Regions from separate parts of the Sus scrofa genome. Here regions 2 and 3 are each linked to region 1. Evidence: chromatin contacts called from public HiChIP or PLAC-seq and promoter capture Hi-C data. All regions are on one chromosome and are shown on one strand. The core of a region is the stretch at or near the end of the contact, and the rest is flanking DNA. Distances in the headings are between cores, read along the strand shown. Region 1 holds the start of GLTPD2 (glycolipid transfer protein domain-containing protein 2). Region 2 holds the start of MED11 (mediator complex subunit 11). Region 3 holds the start of MINK1 (misshapen-like kinase 1).

The links. Promoter capture Hi-C pulls out the DNA fragments that hold promoters and counts their contacts. HiChIP or PLAC-seq counts read pairs in DNA pulled down with a chosen protein or histone mark.
Region 2: a contact with region 1 is called in an H3K27ac HiChIP or PLAC-seq map of alveolar macrophages. The contact joins the promoter of MED11 here to the promoter of GLTPD2 in region 1. A contact is called at or near these places in 1 of 5 promoter capture datasets (liver), 21 of 47 Hi-C or Micro-C datasets (adipocytes, alveolar macrophages, blood and 13 more) and 2 of 2 datasets of contacts at active chromatin or transcription factors (alveolar macrophages and skeletal muscle).
Region 3: a contact with region 1 is called in a promoter capture Hi-C map of liver, with 1.7 times the contacts expected there. The contact joins the promoter of MINK1 here to the promoter of GLTPD2 in region 1. A contact is called at or near these places in 1 of 5 promoter capture datasets (liver), 5 of 47 Hi-C or Micro-C datasets (blood, embryonic fibroblasts, fibroblasts and 2 more) and 2 of 2 datasets of contacts at active chromatin or transcription factors (alveolar macrophages and skeletal muscle).

The regions. Positions count from the first base shown.
Region 1 is chr12:52,103,899-52,107,987 of Sscrofa11.1, forward strand. It overlaps GLTPD2 (glycolipid transfer protein domain-containing protein 2), which reads right to left and starts at 2,236. Exons shown (of 4, transcript XM_003131910.6): 1 at 2,036-2,236; 2 at 1,876-1,940; 3 at 1,446-1,612; 4 at 603-1,352. The coding sequence starts at 2,144. The coding sequence ends at 836.
Region 2 is chr12:52,149,808-52,153,896 of Sscrofa11.1, forward strand. MED11 (mediator complex subunit 11) reads right to left here and starts at 2,396. Exons shown (of 3, transcript NM_001244823.1): 1 at 2,253-2,396; 2 at 1,937-2,067; 3 at 731-1,253. The coding sequence starts at 2,337. The coding sequence ends at 1,116. CXCL16 (C-X-C motif chemokine ligand 16) reads left to right here. Exons shown (of 5, transcript NM_213811.1): 5 at 152-213. The coding sequence ends at 198.
Region 3 is chr12:52,064,675-52,068,763 of Sscrofa11.1, forward strand. MINK1 (misshapen-like kinase 1) reads right to left here and starts at 2,013. Exons shown (of 32, transcript XM_021067776.1): 1 at 1,590-2,013. The coding sequence starts at 1,646.

The DNA.
Region 1 (4,089 bases), core at 986-3,485:
GCTGAGTTTTGGACTTGTGAAGTGTGCTATGCCTCATTGAAATCCACATGGAGGTGTGGAATAAGGAGGGATATTTATCGTATTCTGGAGTCCAGGGGAAAGTGGGTTGGAGTTATAATTTGGGAGTTATCAATGTGTAATTTTCATGTTCACTCTTGGCGTAGGAGTGCAGTCATTTAATAAACGTACATTATTGAGCTGAGCACCTGCTCGGCATGAGGCAAAATGCACAGGTTTTAGCCTTGGGTAGTTGATGGGAAAGGGTGTCATTTATTCATAGAGACGGGAGACACAAGAAGAAGTGCATTTCTCGGAGGAGGTGATTGCATTCGCGTTGGATGTGCTGCACTTGCGGTGTCTATGGCGGTGTCCGGGAAAGAGTAGGCTTTACGGGGTCTGGAGTTCAGCGAGGACAGGTCGGGACTGGAGATTTGGCATGTCGTTGACAACTGAAGCCACAGGAGGGACTGAAATAGGCCAGGGGTAGCATGAGTCTCTCGGCTGCCGGGAACAGGGATGACACACACCTTCCCACATACATTTTTTTCTATTTCCCTTAAGGGCTTGCCGTCATCACACAGAACACGCTAAAAATCGACGGCTACCAAAGAATACTTTTTTATTACCCACAGCTCCTCCCCTCTCCCCGGGATTGCGTAGAGAGAGGCTAAAAGCCCCACTTCCACCGGGGTGGGCCTCCATGGCGATGACGTCACCGTGGGGCGGGGTATATGGCGGCCCCGCCCCCGGCGCCAGGAGGCCTTGCGAAGGGTCAGACGCAACCCAGCGGCTGCCACCCAGCCCCAGGGCACTTCCTTCGTCCTGCCAGCAGGCATCAGGCCAGCTGGAGCAGGCGGCGCTCGGCCAACAAGCCCTGGGTACGGTTGTAGACGTCCTCCAGAGTGCCCGCGGCCTGGGCCAGCGCAGCCCGCGCCTCTGCCTCTTTGACCCCCGGACACGCCAGCTCGAGCAAGCGGCCGCGACCCGGGAAGGCGAGGAATGCGAGGTGGGCGGCCTGACGGACCAGCCAGGGGTGGTGCGGGGCCAGGGCCGTGCTGTAGGCGTCGCTGCACTGGGCGCCGGCGTCCGGGCCTCCGGGCGGCCCGGTTGCCACCCGGTGGAGGCAGAGCTGGGACCAACGTAGCGCACGGTGCAGCAAGAGCATGGTTAGTGAACCCGGGTTCCGGGTCGAGTGCCGAGGGGCTACCCCGGGCCTCTCCCACGCCACCATGGTCGCCAGCGACGTGTAGTGAGCGGCCTCTGGACCGTGCACCAGAGCCTCGAGGACTGTCACTTTGGCGAAGGCCTCGCTTGTGGCGAAAGAGAAGATGGAGCCGAGGGGAGTTAGGAACCTGTATGTGTTCGATGGTGGGAAGGTTTGAGAGAGGGCGATGGTTCAAAAAGAGGCGGGGTCTGGATGGGGTAGGGAGACAACGAGCACTCACCTGACTAGCTCTCTCCACCCTGCCAGGTACTGCGACAACTCCACATCCCCTTTGGGGTTCAGACTGGCGCGGAACGGCCTCATTATGCGGCCCAGCATCCCGTGGGGGCTCAGACACTGAGGCTCTTCCCGTTCCAGTCCCTCCAGGGATCCTGACTGTTGCTGGGCCTGGGGGTTAGATATGAGGTGGGGGGTGGGGGTGGGGGGGAGTGCAGAGCCCCTAGCTTGCAGGGTTCACCACGCCTCGCATTTGGGCTCTGAAGAAATTATTGCTAAGGTCTAGCCAGTGTCCCTCCTGCTGTAACTCTCAGCTTCTAATTGGAGACGGGAGAGAAGGAGGATCCACCTTTCATCAGATCCTCGGCCTGGTCCACTTTCCCTGCTCAGGGTCCTACCTGGAACTCCTAGTCCCAGCCCTGCCCAGAGAGTACCTGGAAAGGTGGCAGTCCTTTGGCAATGCAGGACTGGGTCCCGGATCGGCAGCCTGAGAGGGCGCCTGGAGGAGGTGAGACAGAGCAGTGAGGGCCTTAGGTTCTGAGGGCCTGGAGTCCCGGATTCCTCCTGGAGCAGGTGAGGGAAGGGGCCACTCACGAAGGCTCTGAGCCCAGAGATAAAGAAGCAGTAGCGTGAAGATAATGAGAGGGATTGCACTGCGCCTCCAGCACCGAGGGACCCGCCGAGACAGTGAGGTGACCCCCATGGCTGCTTCAGGGACCACTGCCCTTGCCAGCCCCTGGCTAGTCCTTGTCCCTCCGCCTTCAGGAGAGGAGAGAAGACTGTGGTGCTCTGAGGTGCAAAGTGTTAATAATTAATCTAGTAAGGCCCCCTCCCCTGTGCCCTTTGCCCCAAAGGGCAGCATCTGAGGGGTGAGGGACTGGATGAAGAGGATTTGGGGTATTTAGTAGCAGTGACACGTCTCTACATTTCCCTTCCCTGAATGGCCAGGTTGTAGTGAGACGCAGCCTGGGTATTGTGAAGAGAGGCTGAAGTCAGAACCAGTTCCCCCAATGAGCAATGGTGTGAGCCCTAGGTTGACTCTGTGCTTGAATTCCCTCCACAGTAAATTGAAGGTAATAATAGGTTATTTTGCAAACTTCATGTGAGGATTAAATGCTATTATACGTGCAAACCTTGTAAATGGAAAAGCTTACCACAATTGCTCCATAAATCTTATCTATTAAGTTCAAGCATGGGGCACCTGGGATCCACGGAACACCCACTTCTAAGTTCTCTATCCTATCCCCATGGAATCTTAACTTGATCTGGATGCATGATGTCTTAATCATATACTTTAGGCTGTCTCCTTTTTTTTTTTAATTAAAAAAAATTCTTTTTTGTCTTTTTAGGGCTGCATCTGAGGCATATGGAAGTTCCCAGACCGGCCTACACCACAGCCACAGCAAGGCCAGATCAGAGCCGGGTCTGTGACCTACACCACAGCTCACAGCACTGCTAGATCTGTAACCCACTGAGGGAGGCCAGGGATCGAACCCAAGTCCTCATGGATACTAGTCAGGTTCCTTACTATAGAGCCACAATGGAAACTCCTAGGCTGTCTCCTTTTACATCTTTGAGATTTAATTTTTTTTAAACCTCCAGGTTGATGCCTGAATCATTCATCAAACCAATTTTTATTAACTACTTCCGCATGCCAGGCCTTGTACTAGGCTCCAAGAAGACAAATGTGCCTTCCCAGAGGTCAAGGTCCATTGGGAAATTTACCATCAGTCTGCCCTACTGGAATGTGAGCTCTGATGAAGAAAAGGGCCCTTCTTTTTTTTTTTTTTTTTTTTTTTTTTGTCTTTTTGCTATCTCTTGGGCCGCTCCCGGGGCATATGGAGGTTCCCAGGCTAGGGGTTGAATCGGAGCTGCAGCCACCGGCCTACACCAGAGCCACAGCAACGCGGGATCCGAGCCGCGTCTGCAACCTACACCACAGCTCACGGCAACGCTGGATCGTCAACCCACTGAGTAAGGGCAGGGACCGAACCCGCAACCTCATGGTTCCTAGTCGGATTTGTTAACCACTGTGCCATGATGGGAACTCCCGAAAAGGGGCCCTTCTTGCTACCCTATTTATAGCACTTAGAATATTGCCTGGACCAAAACCCATTATTCCTAAATAAGTATATATGGAATAAACAAAGGAACTTATATGAGGGGCAGGCAAATCAGTGGTGGTACTCTCCATGCAAATTTGAGCCAGTTTGGTTTTTTTTCCCCCCAGATCAGGAGTCCACCTGGTGGTCATAGCGGGAAAAACATTCAGGGGAAGGATAAGGAAGCAAGAGAGGAAACATCTGCTTTCAGCCCCCTGTCCACAAGCTTAGAATTTTCCTGTCTCTGTGCATTTTCTATCTTTTCTTTTCTTTTCTTTTTTGTCTTTTTTAGGGCCACACCCGTGGCATATGGAACCCTCCTCCTGGATGGAGCCCTCCTTCTGGATACTAGTTGGGTTTGTTACCACTAAGCCACAACAGGAACTCCTGTGTACATTTTCTTTTTTTAAAACGTTTTAAAATAAAGTATAGTTGACTTACAATGTTGTGTCAATGCATATATATATTTCTTTTTAGGCCTGTACTTGTGGCATATGGAGGTTTCCAGGCTAGTGGTCAAATCTGAGCTGCAGCTGCCTGCCTACT
Region 2 (4,089 bases), core at 1,146-3,645, 46 kb after region 1:
ACTCATAAGTCTTTACTGAGCACCTACTGTGTACCTGGTCATATAGTTAATGTTTTGGAATCTGATTGCCCAGTTCAGCTATCACCTCCGCTCCCTCCCCTGCCCCTCCAACTTCTCAGAGCTCATCTCTCCATTTCTTTCTCTGTTTTAGATCCTCAGCTTCATTATGTTCCTGTGGCATCAAATATCAACACCTGAGCTAAGGATGAAAGCTTGTGAGGGTATAATGTGATTTAGTTACTATCAAGTGCATTTACTACATTAGAACAATCACTGGTACATGGTTGGGACACTCTACGTATCTGTCAGTATTCAATACACAAATAACAGCCACTGCCCTCTCTTAGATCTTTCCTCTGTGTGTTTGGTGTTTTGTGCTATAATGTAAAAATTGCCTTTTATACAGGAGATCTTATACTAATTCTATATATTTTTTAATGACTAAAACTTATTTTTATAATTATTGCCTCTTCTTTCTGCAAACCCTGGCCCTATACCCTTGCCCCCCTTACCATGATTCCTGGCTTCAGCTTCTTTACTGATGGCCGCCCAACTCCACCCCCATCCTTGTCTCAAGCCTCTCTTTGCACCCCATCAGTGTTCCCCCCAAGCCCACAGTGAGGGGAGGCTCTCCCACCCTCCCTCCTCAGCAGCTGCCACACAGCCTGGTTTTACTTCCTCAACCTCTTTCATCACCCGTATATGCCCCAGTGAGAGTCCGAGCTCCTTGTTTTTAATGTTATTGTTTTTATTATCAAAACTCCTAGTTCTCCTTTTGTCTCTTCCAATGAAGAAGAATGTGTCTTCATTGGCCCAAGTCTGTGGGGAGCCTGGGGCAGGGACATGAGGAAGTGGGTTCAGTGTCTGATTCTCCATCTCCTGTCTGAGCTTGTCAGCGCCTGGTGAAGTGCCCGGCAGGGGCACCCTGCTGGAGTAGCGAAGGCACAGCCGTGGGTGGGCTTGGTCTTTAAGTTTCTCCATTCCCACCTTTTGCTCCCCTTGTCCTCCTAGCCTCTGACCAGCTGGGCATATTCAGGGCAGCCCTGCTTCCATCCTCCAGGTTCTGTGTCGGGTTGCAAGTGGAGCTCTCCCTCCAAGCTTTTCACCTGCCCAGCCTAGTTTTCCAGCATCTGCTCACAGGTTCGGGCCACCTCATTGAGCTTGAGACGAGCATAGTCCACTCGCTTCAGGGCCATCTGACAGTCCTTCCTTGAAGAGTAACTGGAGCCCTCATGGGGCTGCCCTGTGGCCACCTACAGGACATTCAGATTGATCAATGAAGCACCCCTTCTCTTTCCCATCTCCACAATCAGGCATCAGGTGCATCAGGTCTCATTTTTTCCCAGAGTTTGAATTTGCTATGCCATATGGTAACTGGATTACCTGGGGGGCATCACTGAACTTCGCTTAGCCTCATTTGTAAAATGGGGATGACCATAACTACTTCCCCTAGAGTTAGGGGAAGTCAAATAGTTAAGTAGTTAGAGTTATAGGACTCGATAATGCAGAGTGTTTGGCACATTGTAAAAGTTTAGTAAATAGTGGGTGCTGCTATATTGATGTCAGACTCTTTCAATCCTGTTCCTCTGCTCAGGCGGTAGCCATCTGGGACCCCATACCCTTGATCAAGTTTCGAAGGGAAAATCCTGTGGCTTTGACACGGTTTACTCGCCCCCTCCCAGGGCTTTTCCATCCAATGGCTCAAGTGATGCAACTCCGTGACGCAGGCAGGGTCCGCCTTTAATCCTTTCCTTTTAGAGGAAAAGGCAGGCGCTGGAAGGGAGGGGCCCTGCCAAGGTCTTCCGGTCTGCTAGGTAAGGCGGGTCTTGCCTGATTTCCGAAGACAAAGCTAGGCCGGGAACCTCAGAAGGGTAAAGGCTAAAACAGAGAGCTGGGGGGAGGGAGGGCCACGGAGCACGTCCCACCACACACACACCTGCGTGAGATAGCGGATCTGAGCCGACAGCTCCGCCTCCACGTGCTGCACCGACGCCGTAAAGGCCGCTGCCTGTCGGTCTAGTAGCCGCTCATTGGTTTTTTCCTTGGACAGTTCTAAGATCACGGTACCTGTGGGATTGGAGAGAGACCTAGGGCGGGGATAGTACAGCCCCGCCCCAGGGGCAGCCCCACCTACTCCTGCTCGCTCCGCGCGCGCTTAGGATCCCTCCCAACCCGGCTCCCAGTCTCCGGTCGGCGCATGTGCACACAGTTGTTCTCGCTCCCGCTCCCCCTCCGGTCGTCGTATCTCGAACCTGCATTCTGAAGAATGGCTCCAATTTCCCGTTCGATGTCTTCTAGGGCGCGTAACCGCTCGTTCGCCAGGCTGTAGGTAGCCATTGTCACTCTGGGACAGGACTTTCTCCTTTTCCAAAATGCGACGGAAAAGTGTCCGGAAGTGGCTGTCGGTTTGCGCTTGCGCGGAAGGTGCTCGTTCGCTAACACTACAGCTCCCAGGATGCTCAGCGCGGTCTCGGCCTTCTCCGTTCTTCTGGCGAACTACAACTCCCAGGGGCTCCTGCGCGTGGTCAGGTCTGCCCCCGCATCGCTTAACCACCTGTGGTAAGAGGCAGAATCGAGATATTCCCCAGCCTGAGGCCATTCGAAGCTGTCCACTTTCACACTGCCTTGTGGTCTGTGTTTAATTTCTTCTACAAGAATTTACTGAGCGTCTTCTGGGTGGTAGGTGATGAGGGTGGGAGCTCTGGGGTATTCCAGACTGCGCAGCCGTGGACCCTCTGTCTGCCTATCCCACTCCGCCACCTATCGGGACCTGGGGAAAACTGAACTTGGTGAGTGGTCCTTATTCGCCCTAGCGCTTCCCCCACTTCTGGAGCCCAGCTGAAACAGACTGTCAGTATATTCTGAGAAAAGTTGGTCCATTTTCCCTCTCTGCCTATTATGGGGTTGACCCTGGCTACAGAGCTGAATGAGGTGGACGCTTAACGTGACAGTGGGATAGGTGTTTTATTAGAGATACGCCCAAGGGTGTATCTCTAGGAATACAGAGAAAGGATTCTGGAAGGAAATGCTGCTTTTACGGAGTCTTAAGGCTTAACCGGTGCGTGAGAGGTTGAAGTGGATGACGGAAAAGCCCAGGCAAGCGCGAGGTGCTGTGAAGGGGGCTGGAACATTAAGTAGGGCGTTCAGTTTAGGGTGAATGAGTGTGGTGGTGGGGAGGTGTGATGGGGAGACTGGGCTGGGGAGCCACATCGGGAAACAGCTTGCAGGCTAAGGAATCCTGACTTTATTTTGAAGGCATTTGGAGCCTTTGAAGGATTTTCAAGAAGGGTGCTCTGACCAGCTTTACCTTTTAAGAAAGATCAATCTCGAAAGTTTATGGAAAATTGAGAATGAAGCCAGTTTGCACAGGGTGAGCAAACGAATGGGAGACTTTCAGTTAAACTTCACTTCTTTCTTAAATCCTAATAAAATAGCAATAAGGGGATTTTATAAAGGGGTCCAGGAGAAAGAGAGAGGAGTTAATAGCAAAGCTTTAGATAGAAATCGGAAGGCAGAAGGGTACATGGTAACTGACTTGGCAGTGAAGTGGTAACTAAGCCAGCAGTGAAGAAAGCTTAGAACCAGCCTGATGTACCCTTAAATCGGTGGCACACAGCAGTATATCTGGGCTGTAGGTAGTATTAAAATTAGGAGGATAATTTGAAGTAGTTAGACGCCCCCCCCCATCCCCTCCTTTACTTCATATATCTTGGACACTACTCATCAGATTGCTGGAAGTTTCTTTGTTGGAGTTGGAAGACAGAGAGTCTTTGGCATGGAGGGCACCTGGGCCCGAGTGTGTTGAAAACAGAGATTAAGTGAAAGTTTAACTAGTGGTAGTTTCTAGAACTCTGGAAACCAGACTTATACCTTCTATGTAAGAGACTAGAAGACTCTCATCGGGAGAATTTGACTATTCAGAGAAAAGACCCAAGCGTAACGTCAGCGGTTCTCCAGGCAGTTAGCCGGTTTGCCCCATAGTGAAACCTATAGTTGATAAGTCCCAACTGTGTCCATAGATCTAATCACCCTCTTAGCCCCTCACCCTTAAAAATGAGCAGACATAAGACAAAGGATTTGATGAAACTT
Region 3 (4,089 bases), core at 763-3,262, 39 kb before region 1:
TGGCTTAACGTGAGCATCACACTTGAAAGTGACCTTAATTAAGAACCTCCCTCCTAAAACCATGAGACCCTCTCTCCCCCAAAGCACATCCACACACCCCCCTACCCACAAGGAGGAGGAGAGAAAGAGAGAAATTCAGGGCTCAGTCTCCCTCCTGGGCAACTTATCACCTTATCTCCAGCAAGTCAGGTCTCCTAGCCCAACAACTGCACCGAACAAATTATGACCTGAATGGCAAGGAAAACTGTGTCACCTAGAGAAACCCAATTAACGACATGACTCTGCTCTCTTCAATTCCCCTCTCCCCTCCAGTCATATCGGGGGCACCCGTGCAGCTGACCGCCTCTCCCCACTACTTGCCGGGCTCCTCGGCTAACTCAAAAGCCAGAAGACAACTTCAACAGGGGCCTCCTGAGCAGCTAACCCAGAGACGGGAAATCGTGCCCTGGCCAACCCCTTAGCCTGCTGAGAAAGCCCGAAGGACACGAGACAAAAACCCCCCTCTGGGTGACTGGCAAGGGTCTTCACCTTGAAATCACTCAATTGCCCCTTAAGCCAGGGCTCCCTGCTGAAGAAAAACACACAAATGCTTCTGAAAGCTCCCAAATGAGGGCACGCAGGAACCCCAGGAGGGACAACAAATGGGTACTTGCAAGAAATTGCTGCTGCAGTGGTTTCCTCGGATCCCTTTTCTAATGAACCCCCCCCCCCCCCGAGATCTCCATTGCCTCCCCCTCCCGCCAGCAAAGCCACGAATACCCAGGCTTTTCCAAACCTGATGGACCACAGGCTGCGTTGTGTTTGTGTGTGTACATACATATAAACATCCTCTTCCCGGCCCAGGCCAGAGTTTCTGAAGATAAGAAAGGCGTCCCCTCCTCCCCCAGTGCACTTGTCTTTCCTCCCAGCCCCACACTGCTGCAGAGTTGGTAATGTAATATGCGGGGACCCTGAGACCGGAAATGCCTGGTTCTGGACTGCTGCACTTGAAACGCGACCGCAGGCACGGGGAGAGCTGTGCAGGGGGATGAGGGCGGCGGTGGGAGGTGTGAGGCCGAGCGGGGAGGCTGGAGTGCCGACCGGGAAAGAGATGCAATTCACGGCCGGGCGAGGAGGAGAAAGGGCGACGAGGGCGAGGCTGGCAAGGCAGTGGCAAAGTCAAAATTCGAGGAGGCGAGAAAGAGGAGGGGGAGGAAGAAGACCTAAGTAAGAGCAAGGGGGGAAAGAGGCCCCAGAGGAGGTCAGGGGCCAGGGAGGTGATCCTACAGGTTCAGGGGAGCCAGAGGGTGACCCTCAAGCACCTGGGAGAAGGGGGTCCGGAACCGGAGTAAAGGTAGAGGTGGAGGGAAGTGTGGGGGCGGGGCACCCCAGGGCGGGGACCGAACTAGCTCCCAGAATCTGCAGCGCGTGGAGAGCCGACGGGAGCAGAGGGCGGGGGCCCGGCGGCGGCGGCTGCGGCGGGCGCGGGGGAGAGGGGCCGGGGTCGCGGCGGGGGACAGGGCGCCCGGGGAGCGCGCGAGGCGTGCGGGCGCCCGCTCCCCTGCGGCGGGGACTGGAACCAGGGCGAGGCTGGGGGGCGGCGCGCTCACCCGCAGGGCGGACAGGTCGATGTCGTCCAGGCTGCGGGCGGGGGCTGGGTCGCCCATGGCCTCCGCGGGGAACCGGGCCCCGGGGCCGCTCACGCTCCGGCTCGGTTTTTCCGCTGCCGCCGTCGCCGCTTCTCCCCCATCGGGGGATCCTGGGGGCGGACTCCACCGCGCCTCCCCCGGAGAACGGGGAGGGGGAGGGCCGGCGGGAGGACCTACCCACCGACTGACAGGAGCGAGCGCCCCAGAGCCTGCAACCCGAGCCTCCCCGCTGTCCTGCGCAGGCGCCGAGTGGCCGCGCACCGGGAGGGTGGAAGAGGGAACGTGACGCGAGCGCGCCGAGCGCCCCCTCCCCCTCGGCGCCGACACCTGCGCGCAGGCGCAGGCGGGAGAGCGAAAGGCGCGCGCGAGGACCGAGCGGCCGCGCGAGCCTGGCGTGGAAGAAGTGGGCGGAGGCCGAGGCGGCCGGGGAGCGCGCCCACCAGCCGGCGCGCGTGCGCACACGCGTTTCCTTCCTTTCCCTTATTTTTTGCCCTTTCTCTCCCCCGTTTCCTTCCGAGCTCTCCTTTGATGCCTTTCCTTCCCTTTCCCTCTTCTTTCGTGTGCCCAGCTGCCAATCAAGCCACCCACCTCTCTATTTGCGGGGGAAGGGGGCGGGACCCAACCTCCTCTATTACTAGGGGGGGTTGTTATGGTAACTCCCCACGCGAGGGCTGGGTGGCCTCTAGATAGGATGGGCTGTCCACCCACCTAATTGCCATGGCAACAGTGGAGCCGCCGAGGGAGGGGCCTCTAGTTGAAAACTTGGCTGGAGAAACCACCTGGGAGCTGGGGAGTGGAGAGGGGCACTAACTGCCGGAGGAGTGCCCCTTACCCCCTTCCCTGGCTGGAGTGGAGAGTGTGGAAGAGGGGATCTCAGATCTCAGAATAGGGAATCCTACAGCCGACCTTTGTCTCTGCACTTCTTGTTCTGCACCAAGGAACTGTTTCAACAATTATTCATTGACTGATCATTGGAGCTGTGCCTGGGGGGAGGGGGTGGCAAGGAGGGGAGGAGGAGGAATGTATGTCCAACCCCTTCAAATCTTGCTTGGGTCACCTTAGGTCTAGTCGTGTAGGCATAGCACCCCCAGCCATTAGCCTCACTGGAGGCTGGGTAACGCTATATAAAGAGCAAGGACTCGTGTTCTGCCACAGACACGCTGTGTGACCTTGAGCAGGTTGCTTTGCTTCTCTGGGACTTTCTTTCACTGTGAATTTGAAGAAGGCTGCTTGATCTCTTCCAGCAACAAGGGTATCTCTGAGAGATCCCACCATTAGCCATAATGTAAATATCACTTAGGAGGGTTTGAATGGAAAATCCTTGGGGGAGTTCCCATCGTGGCTCAGTGGTTAAGGAAACTGACTAGTAACCATGAGGACGCAAGTTCAATCCCGGGCCCCGCTCAGTGGGATAATGAGCTGTGGTGTAGGTCACAGACACGGCTTGGGATCCTACGTTGCTGTGGCTGTGGCGCAGGCTGGTGACTACAGCTCCAATTCGACCCCTAACTTGGGAACCTCCATATGCTGCAGATGTGGCCCCAAAGAAGTTTTAAAAAAAAATTTTTTTAATTAAAAAAAAAAGTCCTTGGAAAGGGGCAGACACTCCTTTCTGGCCACTTCTTTATAGCCTATTCAGATGCACCTGGATTCTTGCTTCCCTCCCCCCTTACCTTGCTGTTCTTGTCTAAGCCATTGTCTTTGTCAAATCATTACTCACCTCAATGCTCTCTCTTTTTTTAATGGCTACACCTGTGGCATATGGACGTTCCCGCCAGGGAGTGAATCTGAGCCACAGCTGTGACCTACACCACCAGCCCCTGGGATCAAATCCGAGCTGCTGCAGTCAGGCTTTTAACTCACTGTGCCACAGCAGGAACTCTGACCTCTAACACTCACAGGCCTCCTACTTAGTCTTCGTGCCTGACCTGCTTAAGTCAGTTCTCCATACTCAGTGATTTTCCTAAAACTCGTATCTTTTTTTTTTTTTTGTCTTTTCTAGGGCTGCACCCACGGTACATGGAGGTTCCCAGGCTAGGGGTCTGATCGGAGCTGTTAGCTGCCGGTCTATACCACAGCCACAGCAATGCCAGATCTGAGCTGCCTCTTTGACCTACACCACAGCTCACCACAGCTCACAGCAACGCTGGATCCTTAACCCACTAATTGAGGCCAAGGATGGAACCCACAACCTCATGGTTCCTAGTCAGATTCGTTTCCACTGTGCCATGATGGGAACTCCCTGCATCATAATTTCTTTTTTCTTTTTCTTTCTTTTTTTTTTTTTTTTTTTTTTTGTCTTTTTGCCATTTCTAGGGCCGCTCTCGCGGCATATGGAGATTCCCAGGCTAGGGGTCGAATCGGAGCTGTAGCTGCCGGCCTACGCCAGAGCCACAGCAACTCGGGATCTGAGCCACATCTGCGACCTACACCACAGCAAACAGCAACGCCAGATCCTTAA